Linked DNA regions of Anas platyrhynchos: region 2 is linked to region 1. The links are chromatin contacts, called in public Hi-C maps. All regions are on one chromosome and are shown on one strand. Each heading gives the region's core, a stretch centred on a gene start, on an enhancer-like site or on the middle of the called end of the contact. The rest is flanking DNA. Distances are from core to core; before and after follow the strand shown.

What was found. A called contact is a pair of places that touch in the nucleus more often than the background predicts.
Region 2: a contact with region 1 is called in a Hi-C map of subcutaneous adipose tissue, with 4 times the contacts expected there. The contact joins the promoter of SOX4 here to the enhancer-like site in region 1. A contact is called at or near these places in 2 of 8 Hi-C or Micro-C datasets (small yellow follicle and subcutaneous adipose tissue).

Annotation. Positions count from the first base shown.
Region 1 is chr2:109,247,824-109,251,143 of IASCAAS_PekinDuck_T2T, forward strand. All of the region lies in intron 4 of CDKAL1 (CDKAL1 threonylcarbamoyladenosine tRNA methylthiotransferase), which reads left to right. Among named protein-coding and RNA genes, the nearest start is that of CDKAL1, 17 kb to the left of the region's middle. Within about 2 kb of position 1,423, at least 1 of the 8 cell types and tissues checked has an H3K27ac peak or open chromatin away from gene starts, as enhancers often do. A contact at or near this core is called in subcutaneous adipose tissue, where this site is marked.
Region 2 is chr2:109,800,739-109,803,790 of IASCAAS_PekinDuck_T2T, forward strand. SOX4 (SRY-box transcription factor 4) reads left to right here and starts at 1,434. Exons shown (of 1, transcript XM_027451211.3): 1 at 1,434-3,052. The coding sequence starts at 2,360.

The DNA.
Region 1 (3,320 bases), core at 173-2,672:
ATGAGTCCAGTGACCAAGGAAACAAGTAAAGGCGCATATAGATGTTTCTTCTCTCAAAGTCCCATCCTTGGGGTGTATCTGCTGCTGTCTTAGTTCATCTGTGCTATTTGTGTATACATTTTTCTGTGATACAGCATGTCTCCACAGGTCCAATTGGCATAAGCTGCACCTCCGAGTGAAGAAAGCATACCTGAAAACACTATCACTCAGAGTAACAATAGGGAGGTAACTTGTGAACTGTCCCAGTGCAATCAGGAAGGCTTCTGGAAATGTGATATGACTGATTGCCTGGCTGAAGTGCCTCTACACCAATGCACACAGCATGGGAAACAAGCAGGAGTTGGAAACACAATTCGACAAATATGACCTGATTGCTATCACGGAAATGTGGTGGAATAGATCAGATAATTGGAATACTGGAATAGAGGGCTACAAATGCTTCAGAAGAGATGGACAGGGAAGAAAGGGAGGTCGTGTTGCCCTCCATGTTATGGAAGGGTTTGGCTGTGAAGAGGTGCCTCTGAGAAATAGCCATGGACAGGTTGAGAGCTTGTGGGTGAGAGTTCAAGACCACACCAATAAAAGACAGCTTGTGGTTGGGGTTTACTACAGGCCTCCTGATCAAGGGGAGTCAGTGGATGAAGCATTCTTGCTAAATTGGCCAGCAGGGGAGGGAGGTGGTTGTGCCCCTCTGCTCTGTCCTCGTGAGGCCCCATCTGGAGCGCTGCATCCAGGTTTGGGGCCCCCAGCACAAGAAGGATGTGGGGCTGTTAGAACGGGTCCAGAGGAGGGCCACGAAGATGCTCAGAGGGCTGGAGCACCTCTCCTGTGAAGAAAGGCTGAGGGAGCCGGGGGTGTTCAGCCTGCAGAAGAGAGGACTCCAGGGTGACCTCACTGTGGCCTTTTAGTGCTTGAAGAAGACTTAAAAAAAAAAAAGATGGAGAGTGACTCTTTGCTCAATCAGATAATGACAGGACAAGGGGGGATGGTTTTAAACTAAAAGTGGGAAGATTTAAATTAGATTTTAGGTGGAAATTATTTCCTCAGAGGTGGTGAGGCACTGGCACAGGTTGCCCAGAGAAGCTGTGGATGCCCCATCCCTGGAGGGGCTCAAGGCCAGGCTGGGTGGGGCCTTGGGCAACCTGGTCTAGCGGGTGGCATCCCTGCCCCGTGGCAGGGGGGTTGGAACTGGGTGGTCTTTAAGGCCCCTTCCAACCCAAGCCATTCTATGGTTCTATGAAGTTCAGGCATATAATTTTTACCTAAATGCTTTACTGTTGTACAGTAGCCAACAATAATTAGGATATCATAACGCACGATGTAGTTTACAAACTGCAAGTTTGGTATTTGTGTATATCCAAATACAAAAGCTCTAAACCTTTTGAGATATGGCTTAGTGCTATACCACTAGGAGCCAAGAGGTGGCAGCATTGGATAAATAGTACAGAGCTGGGGCACTGCTCTTAGTTTCTGTATTTTGGTAGCACTTGATGTTTTTATGAGTTAAGTTGGACTGTTAGCGTTTTAATTACTGTTGATCTGTATTACTGATTTAAACTAAGGGTATTGGATTATTCAAATTTAAAGTGCAGTTCTGTGCATTTAGTTAAGCCTGCTCTAACTTGTTTGCTATCAATATTCTGACCTTTCTGTGGTAACTTCACTATTGAATGTTAGGAAGGTCTGTCTAGTTTTTGTACCTCTAGTTTATTTGAGAGTTACTGCTTGTTAGTTTAAGTTAGGCTTAGACTTGGTCTCAGTTCCCTTTCCAAGGTGTCTGTGTTATGGGTTTGAGATTTGTGAAGTACCTTAATGGCAAAATCCACCTTTTTGAGGAACTCTTTCATTTGGAAGCTCCTTTCTGCTTTGTTTGATATAGGGAGATTGGCTTAATTTATATAAAGGCCCCTGTTTGAAAAATTAATTAAAGATTTTGCTTATAATGATCAACCTAACCCTCTAATTATTTTCATTAAGGGATGATTTTAACTTTTGTTTTATTTTAATAATATTATGTCATCTGTCTTAGAGCATCACAATAAGACACTGAAAATGGTAGGGACTGCTAAACAAATGCTATCTGTTGAAATGTACAACTACAGCTTAAGTAAAACCTTGAGTTTAGCTAACAGGGCAAAAGCAGGTGGTATTCAGGTTGGCGATTAGGAAATATGTTGCAGCTTATTAACAATAGCATTTGAGGTAGATGGTAACTATTGTCATTAGTGCAGTGCTGTCCTCTGTTTCAAAAATATGTTGCATTTGTTAAGGCAAATTCTAAACAATGTATAGGATCTGATTTATTTATTTATTTTAAATGAGAGTGCTGCTTGTTGTGAATTAACATCTTAAGTCAAATGTGTCTGAGGCCTAGCTAAATACTTAGCTTGTGAGTTTTGTTATAATTCAGTTGGGGTAAGTGCAAATATATTTTATTTGCCATGGGTGAAATTCAGGAATTTCTGGATTGTATAGATTTTCTTTTCTTCCCCACTGAGTTTTTTTTTTTTATTATTTTATATATATATATATAATCTCCTATCGTGAATTATGTTTAAAATAGTGGAGAATAGCAAGCTGGCCAAGAGCAACCTCTTGCTTTCACAAGTTGGGAGCTTTTCCAGATGTGTACTGGAAAGTGCCCAGGTTTGCAGGGAGGGTGATCTGTGCTAGTGGAATTGCATTGTGCCACAATGGTCTGAAGCTGGAACAGATTCTTGTACTATTTGTATCCTCCTTGTGGAAGATACAGAATAATCATTGCATCTTCAGTCCTCTTCTTTCCTGTGGCATTTCTCAGAAGCTTATTTTGAAATGAAACAAGGTATATGTAGGCTCTTAATCTGTTGCAGAAACTCAGTAATTACGTGTTAGCTGGAACACTCCAGGTATCAGATACTTTACTTTTCAGGAGTAATGAGCATCTCTGCATCCTTTCACGTTGCATCATAAAGCTGTGTTTTAGAATATTAGTAGTGTCATAACAAATGTCTGCAGTTCTTAGGAAATCTCCTTCTCATCCTGTCCAGCTTCTGTGATTTTTTGGTGCTCATTTCAAGCATTTTGAGGACAGTGGGATAGATGCTGTGACCAGACACCTTAAGCTCCACGTGGGCTCTAGGCTGGTTTCTCTGGTATGGTCTTTAGAATAGCCATGCTTAGCTGTGATATGGTGTGTCTGCAGAAATGCATATGTGTGAATCTTGTAAGCATTTATGTGCTACCAGTTGGAATTAACACTTTGAGTGTTGGAGCTGAGAAATGGGCTTCATCTGAGCAGAAGACATTAGCATTTGTCTTGTGTGTCAAATCCCTGGCTA
Region 2 (3,052 bases), core at 184-2,683, 550 kb after region 1:
GAAGCCACACTGAGTTTAAAGCCACGCTTAATGTACCTGGGGGTCATCCTGCTGGGGGCATCGAGACCTTACACACCATAACACAGCTAATGGAAATGTTCTCTGCAGGTCTTTGTTTCCACACCTCTGCCCACTAGTTCTTAGTTCTGCTTTAACCTGTCTGGAAGAATATCTTGCACGCTGTGTGGTTTAAGCAAATGCACGTTTCTGTGCCCAATGAGGGCTGAAATCCCTCCCTTTAGATGCCCTTGCTGACAGGTGGAGCAGCCAGAAGCTGGGGACTTCTTCCAGGCCCAGCTTGTCAGGCTGCTGCACGTGAATGTAAATACACACGAGTGTAAATAACCTCCTGACACCACGGGCACTGCTGTCCATGCGAGCCGCTGGGCTGTGGTGCAACAGTTTGCGTGTCAGCTCTGGGGCTGGGGGGAAGAGCAGCGAACGATTTGCCTCTCACAAAGCCCAGAGGTGTGAAACTCACCAATGTCACCGGGTGTCCTCAGGGAAGCCAGAAGGCAACATTTTACCCAATGCCTAGCAGGAAGCGCTAGGTATCGATTTTGCAAGCAAAGCGCTAATTTAGAGGTACCTCAGGAAGCATTTCCAGTAATGCAGGTGACCTGGGTGGCGTGTCAGGCACTCAGGACTTCCCTAAACCCTTGGCGGCCATGCAATGGTGTAAGTCCAGTGTGGCACCTTAATATTCAAGGCTTGCTCTCAAACCAGCTGGAAATGCTGCTCAGGTGTGCTATCATACATTTTCTTGCAGAAATGTGTAACATATATGTAATATATATGCAGTATATATGTGGTGTGTATGTAGTATATATGTGGCATGTATGTGGTATATATGCAACATACATGTGATATGCATGCAATATATAAACAAATATGTGACGTGCAACGTACAGAGCACCTAAAACTTTCAGCCACCCCACAGCGTGCTCTCCCTCTGCCTCAAAAAGCGATTTGGACCGGTGCTGCGTGCAGCAACCACCACCAACAAACAAACCGCCGAGACTGCCGTGCCGGGGCCGCCGTCCCGGCGAGCGGCGCTTGCAACCCCTGGGGAGCAAGGCGGCCTCACCCCCCCCACACCCCCCCGCTGCCGTGCATGGGGTGTGGGTGCAGGGTGCACGCCCCCGCAGGGCCGCTGCAAGGCCGCGCGGTGCTGCTGCTGCTGCTGCTGCTGCTGCTGGCGGCAGCGGCGGGCGCGGGGCGCGGGGCGGGCACGTGCGGGCGGGGCGGGGCGGGGCGGGGCGGGGCGGGGCGCGCGGCACCGCCCCGCCGCGATGAGGTCAGCGCCGCCGCTTCCCATTGCACGCCGCCCTCCCTGCTGCGCCGCGCCGGCGGCCAATGGGCGGCCGCCGGGCGGCGCTTGGCACGCGGGCGCGTTGGATACAGCGCGCCATTGGCCGCGGCGCGGGCCGCGAAAGGATAAAGCGGCGCGGGGCGGGCGCGGGCGCCGCTCTCAGCTGCAGCCGGAGCAGCGCGCGCGGGGCGGGAGGGGCGCGCGCGAGCGAGCGAGAGAGCGCGGGGGGCGGCTCCGCGGGGCTCCGCGCGCGCGGACGGGAGCGGAGCAGCGCAAAGCGGAGCGGAGCAAAAAGGAGCGCGGAGCAAAGCGGAGCAAAAAGCAGAGCGGAGCAAAGCAGCAGCAAGCAGCAGCGAGCAGCAGCAGCGGAGGACGGGGCTCGGCGCCCGGCTGGCCGCTCTTCCTGCCGGGACGTACACCTTCGTGCTTTTTTCTTTTTCTTTTTTTTTTTTTCCGTGCCTTTTTTTTTAATTATTGCTAATTTTTGATTTTATTCTTATTATTTTTTTTTTAATTTTCTTCTGAGGTTTTTCTTTTCCCTCGCCACGGCCACGTTCTGCTTGCACGAGCCGCCCGCCGCCGCCACGGGTGCCGCAGCCGGCGCTCTCGGGGGCTCGCCGCCTCCCCCCTGAAGCGGCCGGGGGCAGGCGGACGGCACCCGGCCACTGGAGCAGCCGCCGCGGGCAGAGGCGGGGGGGCGAGCCTCGAGGTGGTGAGGAAAGAAAAAGCAAAAAAAAAAAAAAAAAAGAAAAAAAAATCAGACCGACACCCCCCCCGCCCCCTCCAAAAAAAAAAAAAAAAAAAAAGCCAGAAACAGACCAAAGCAAAAAAAAAAAAAACTAAAAGCACCCTAAGAGAAACAAACAGCCTCCCCGAGCCGCTGCCGTCGCCGCCCGGAGGGGGAGAGCCGGTGTGGACGTGCGAGCGCTGCCGGCAGCGGGGCCGCGGCCGCGGGGGGCTGCTCCGGGCCGGGGCCGCCGTGAGAAGCTGCGCGCCCTGCCCCGCGCCCCGGCGGCGCCCAGCCCCGGGCGGCCCCCCGGCGCCGCCATGGTGCAGCAGAGCGGCACGGCGGAGAACACGGAGGCGCTGCTGGCCGCCGAGACGTCCGAGTCCGGGGCCGGTCTGGAGCTGGGCATCGCCTCGTCGCCGACGCCGGGCTCCACCGCCTCGACGGGCGGCAAGGCGGACGACCCGAGCTGGTGCAAGACGCCCAGCGGGCACATCAAGCGGCCGATGAACGCCTTCATGGTGTGGTCGCAGATCGAGCGGAGGAAGATCATGGAGCAGTCGCCCGACATGCACAACGCCGAGATCTCCAAGCGCCTGGGCAAGCGCTGGAAGCTGCTCAAGGACAGCGACAAGATCCCCTTCATCCGGGAGGCGGAGCGGCTGCGCCTCAAGCACATGGCGGACTACCCCGACTACAAGTACCGGCCCAGGAAGAAGGTGAAGTCGGGCAACAGCGCGGCCAAGCCCGGCGACAAGGCGGACAAGGCCGGGGGGGGCGGCGGGACGGGCGGCGGCGGCGGCGGGGGCCCCGTCGGGCCGGCGGCCGCGGCCAAGCCCGCCCCGAAGAAGGGCGGCGGCGGCGGCCCCAAGCCCCCCCCGTCGGGCGGCCGGCCCCACGGCAAGGCGGCGGCGGGGGCCGCCAAGGCCGCCCCGTTCCCCGGGGAGCCGCCGGCCGCGCTGCTGCCGCCCGAGCACCAGGCGCTGTGCCGGCCCCCCCGCGGGGCGGCGAGC